Linked DNA regions of Pan troglodytes: region 2 is linked to region 1. A link is a contact called in public Hi-C data. All regions are on one chromosome and are shown on one strand. The core of a region is the stretch at or near the end of the contact, and the rest is flanking DNA. Distances in the headings are between cores, read along the strand shown. Region 1 overlaps DGKB (diacylglycerol kinase beta). Region 2 has its middle 37 kb from the start of DGKB.

Evidence for each region. Hi-C and Micro-C count contacts between places; a contact is called where the count stands out from the background.
Region 2: a Hi-C map of induced pluripotent stem cells shows a contact between it and region 1, with 2.0 times the contacts expected there. The contact joins two enhancer-like sites. A contact is called at or near these places in 2 of 7 Hi-C or Micro-C datasets (both in induced pluripotent stem cells).

What each region holds. Positions count from the first base shown.
Region 1 is chr6:20,541,190-20,543,914 of NHGRI_mPanTro3-v2.0_pri, forward strand. It overlaps DGKB (diacylglycerol kinase beta), which reads right to left. Exons shown (of 26, transcript XM_063814062.1): 5 at 2,405-2,558. Among named protein-coding and RNA genes, the nearest start is that of DGKB, 240 kb to the right of the region's middle. Within about 2 kb of position 1,377, at least 1 of the 24 cell types and tissues checked has an H3K27ac peak or open chromatin away from gene starts, as enhancers often do. A contact at or near this core is called in induced pluripotent stem cells, where this site is marked.
Region 2 is chr6:20,815,305-20,818,029 of NHGRI_mPanTro3-v2.0_pri, forward strand. It overlaps the pseudogene LOC107976044. Among named protein-coding and RNA genes, the nearest start is that of DGKB, 37 kb to the left of the region's middle. Within about 2 kb of position 1,312, at least 3 of the 24 cell types and tissues checked have an H3K27ac peak or open chromatin away from gene starts, as enhancers often do. A contact at or near this core is called in induced pluripotent stem cells, where this site is marked.

The sequences.
Region 1 (2,725 bases), core at 127-2,626:
CATGCCACTGCACTCAAGCCTGAGACCCTGTCTCAGAAAGAAAGAAAGAACAAAAGAACAAAAGAACGAAAGAACAAAAGAACGAAAGAACGAAAGAGAGAAAGAGAAAGAAATAAAGAAGAAAGAAAGAAAGAAAGAAAAAGACAAAAAGAAAGAAAGAAAGAAGGGAGGGAGGGAGGGAAGGAGGGAAGGAAGGAAGGTGGGAGGGAAGAAAGGAAGGAAAGAAGGAAGGAAGAAAGAAAGGGAAGCAGTACAACATAAGGCTTAATATTATGGACTCTTCGTCATATTGTCTAAGTTTCATTTATGGCTCAACCATCTATTTCTTAATTACATGTTCTTGCATTTTTATTTATCATAATGTCCATTATTGAACTTATCTCTATACCAACACGTGTGTGTGTGTGTGTGTGTGTGTGTGTGGTGTGTGAAATGGAGTCTCGCTCTGTTGCCAGCCTGGAGTGCAGTGATGCGATCTCGGCTCACTGCAACCTCTGCTTCCTGGGTTCAAGTGATTCTCCTGTCTCAGCCTCCCAAGTAGCTGGGAATACTGGCGCCTGCCACCATGCCCGGCTAATTTTTTTTTGTATTTTTAGTGGAGACGGGGTTTCACCATGTTGGCCAGGCTGGTCTCAAACTCCTGACCTTGTGATCTGCCCACCTCAGCCTCCGAAAGTGCTGGGATTACAGGCATGATCCACCGTGTCCGGCCTCTATACCAACAATTCTATATTCCACTTTGTGATACTAGAGCTGGGACTCTCTAGACTTGTGGCTCTCCTGGGATCCCTGAGCTCCTTGCAGGAGATTTTTAAGGTCAAAATAATTTTCATAATGGTATTAAGATATTATTTGCTTTTCTTACTCTTATTCTCTTTTGAATGTACAGTGAAGTTTTCAAGAGGCTATATGACATATGATCCAGCAACAGAAACATAGCACCAGATATAATTTACCCAGCTGTCTTCCATGAAGCCAGGCATTAAAGAGATTTGCAATTATGCAAAACAATGCTACCCTTCTCACTATTTTTTGTTTTTGAAAATAGTTATTTTTCATAAGAATGGGTTATTTTTTGTTAACAGGTAGTGGTTTGATTCTTGTTATTTTTGGAATGTCTCATCTTTAATATGGTAAATATCAATAGATATCATCCACATAAACATAAGTTCCTTCAGGTCTTCAATTTTTAAGAGTTCAAAGAGTCCTGTGATCGAAGAGTGAGAAACACTGCTGCAGACATTTCTTCATTGCCAGTGGATTCCTGTTCTATCCATAGAGGGCACTAGAGACAGACGAGAAGGCACAGGGGTTGGGGTGGTGGGGTGGGGAGTCGCGGGAGAAGGGGCTGGACCCAGCAAGAGAGCCTGCTGCTCCTGTTGAATCTCTGCAGCGTTTCAGCCCGGTAGCAGGTTGTCTCTACCTGCAGACTCTAAAGCAGTGTAGGCTCTAGTCTCTAGCTCATGTCCACACCAACAAAAGCACAATGAGCTCCCTGCTAAGCAATCTGGGACAGGCCACGGTGATGCACCCTCCTCAGATGTCTGAGTTCCTGGGCTATAGACTAGTCTTGAATTCCCCAGTTACCAGAGGCAGCCAGGAAGTATCACTTCCACAAAAGTCCAAGGGCTAGGTTTGCTAGGCAACCCCTCACCTCAGAATTTCATCCTAGCTCCAAGGAATCCTTTCCTCAGGGCTTCTAGGTGGTGATTACTGCCATCTAAGGGCAGCACATGTTTCCTTGAGTCTATCTACATCACCTGTCTTTTCTTTTTGCTTTTTCAATCCTTTGAAACAGCTTAACCAATTACACTGTTTTACATTGGGTAATACAGTGAAATTTCTCTTTTCTTGACTGGAGGGAGATTGATACAACAGGTATTAATGTAAGTATGCATCTCTAAAAAGCTACCCATAATGAGAGAAACACCATCTCTACGGTGACACAAATTTACAGTATCTAAAAGAAAAATCAAATCTCTGTTCTGAGCTTACAAATCTAAACATGTGAAAGTATATTGGCAATTAGCAAAATAGATATTAAATATTATACCTTTTTAGATATAGTTGCTTTGTGACCACATTTTCAAATACTCAGCAATCTATACGTATCTAGTTATTTAACAAGAGCAGTTTTCCAAATTTGATGGAAATATGTCTTCAAATTATTACCTATACATAGAATTCTAAAGCAAGTGATAGATAAGGATAAATTATATTTTCTCTAATTAGCTATAATTTTACTGGAAACATTTTAAATGATTCACACAATCTTATTGTGAAAGTCTAAACCCTGTAACAAAACAATTTTTATGCAAATCATCATTCATCTTTTATGATAACTAGATATTTATTTAGCCTTTGAAATTTGTACTATATAAATGTTTAAAGTAAGTAAACTTACCGCCTGATAGGAGAGCAGGCTTAATTTTTACCATTGGACTAGAATGAGGAAACTTGTTGCTAAATGACATGAAAAGGTGTGCAGTGAAATCATCAGGAAGCTCGGCTTCCAGGAATGTCTTCATGAATAGTTTGAAACCTTCAAAATCTATTGTCTGGAAAAAAAAATGTAAACATGTATTTTAAGATCCAATCAAATGTTAAAATCCTGTGCTGTGTTCAAAATCATTAGAAGTAGAAATGACCTCAAACCATTTTTATATCCAAGTTTAACAAATGGAAAGTGCCTATTTGAGAAATAGGGTGGGCCGTCCTGGGCTAA
Region 2 (2,725 bases), core at 62-2,561, 270 kb after region 1:
GGCAGCAACATTTGTTTAAGAATTATATCTCTAAATACTCAATATTGCACCCTAGTTTCTTCTAAGTTATTCCATTTCACACGTAAAAGATAAACATGAGTAAACTAAAAGTAAAGTTCTATAGGCCGAGGAACTATTTTTATAGCTCTGTCTCCAAGAAGCAAAGTAGTGCCTAGCACATAATAGGCTCTTTACATGTCTACTGAGTGAATGAAATAATTAACAGCTTTTGAACAGTCAACCTATGAGAATAATTTATACAAGAATCTCAGTTTCCCACAAAATTTGTAATAAGACCCTTTGAGAGGACTTTTTTGAAATGACTATTTCAATGGCTTTATTTTGAATGACTATTTGAAATGACTCATTGAAGGGTGATTTGGGCCATAGAATAAAGGCTTCATGCTCAACAAATTTAAATCTTGGATTAATTTAAAAATAAATGTTATGAAATAAATGGATGGATAATGCAGACTTGGGAATCTGTCAACGATCAACTTATTTGGTATGATATTTTCTGTAACTTTTACTGAGGCATACCTTTGGTTTTAATTGACGTTTCTTAAATGGTTTATAACCAAGCTACAAAGACCAATAGAAGACTCTTCTCTTGAGGGAAGAAAACGTTGCAATTCACTGAAACTTACAAAAATATACTATCTCACTTGATATTATCTTACTTGTAAACAATTATTTCCAATGCTCAAATATTTGGACCTTTAGAAATATCTATAATTTATATACTAATAATACCTTAAAATAATTCTGCCTTCATTTCTGAATTAAAATCGTTCCCAAACACATTTAGAAAGTCGTTTTGACCATCTTTTGTGTGACATTTTTACAATTATTCTCAATTACATTTGAAGAGTGAGCTGTTGGCTCTATCAGATAATAGACACAAAGAATCATAGAACGTTGAATCTGAAACGAACCTCAGATAATCTGGTGAAGGCACTTTACTTTTATAAAAGAAACAGAATGAGATCCAGAAAGATGACGTGGCTTGGCCCAAGGTGAGAAAGTGAGCTACTAACAGAGTCAGGATTGGAGGCAAGCGCTCAACCCATTTTGCCCTGGAGGACCCAATCACTATAGAAATATGACCCATAAAAAGGGTATTTTTTTCTCTTTTTCTTCTACCCATCTTAGATTCAGTGGCTGGTGCCCTAAAAATTTAGACTGACAAAAGCCAGGCCTCTTGACAACCTTGTTTCATTTTGCTGTGGCTCTTATAGGCAAAGTCTGTCCCCCAAGCCTCACTGGTCTCTTTCCTGTTACTGGGAGGCACCAGCATCCTCACACTGTGGGGCCTGTATGCGTTGTTTCTAATCCCTGGAATGCTCTTCTCACAACTACATTTGCATGGGTCACTCCCCCACCTCTTTCAAGACTTTTCTCAAATGCTATTTCGCAGTGTCATTGTTTCTGACTACCGTGTTTAAAATTGCTCACTTCCCAGTCCCCTCTGCTCCTTTCTCAGCTTTTTTTTTTTCCCCCATAGGGCTTATGACCTTTCAATGTGCTAAGCGAGTTCCTTGTTTATTTTGTTTTTCACAGTGTTTCTTTCCCCACTAACCTAACTAAAACATAAGCACCATGGACATGGACTTCTGTTTTGTTTGCTGATGTATCCCTAGTGCCTGGAACTAAGCCTGATTATATGCTAGATGTTCATATAAAATCTGTTGAATGAGCAAATGGATCCTCCAAGGAGAAAACTGGGACAGAAATATCCACTTGAGAAAGAGCAGACGGATCTCGAAGCCCCAACTCCTAGCCCCAGATTCTTTTTTCTCTTGTGGATCTACTAAGGCACAGCTGCCATGACATTGAAGGTTCCAGGTTATGCCACTTTCCGCTTACCTTTCTGGCTCAGGTGTGCCACAGGCCTTTCCTGTAAGGCTCACAGCTAAATGAAAAAAGGTTGTCCAGATATCATTCAAGGTTTAAGGTTAACAAACCAGAGTTACAGCAGAGGAGATAATTTGTAATTAACTCCCTAGGTTGTCTCTGAAACATGCTCACTGGCCCTTGCCCAGACAACATTGGCTGACATTCATCTACTTCCTTGCTAATGGAACTCCTTTGGTTCCAGAAATGTGGCTATTATCTCAGGATAAGGCAGGGATGGACCTTATTTGTTCTATTCCAGTCACAGTACTGGCATTCTCCTTGCCAATGACTGATTCAGAAATAGGAACATGATGCGGGCCCATGAGAGGTGAGAGGCAAGTCACTGAAGCAGCTGCCAGGAGGGTTCCCAGGCTTTTCAAAAGTGTACAAGGAGGTCGCACTCTCCTCCCCACACACCGCCCCCTGCTCCTGCTTTGGAACATTGGATGTTTTGTTTGAGGATGCGACTCTTGGAAGTGCAAGGTCATATTGTGTTCATAAGGGGACAAAGCCAAGGAACTAAGCCAACATTGTGAGGATGGCAGAAGGGAACGCCAGCGAGAAACTCTGTCCTTGATTACATTGTTGTTCACTCATTCATTCTACCCTTGAATCGGCTTATTGCCAAGCTCCTTACAAAGTGAAATAATATATTTTCTTAATCATTTGAGACATTTTGAGTTGAAGTTTTCTTTTAGGTGAAGCCAAAATCATTCTCATGGACAGAAAACCCTCTAGCTCTACCCCATTTGGCTACCATTTTCTAGTAAGTCGAGATATTATTCCCTTAGTCATGTTAATATTCGCTGAAAATGCCAGCTAAAAAGAT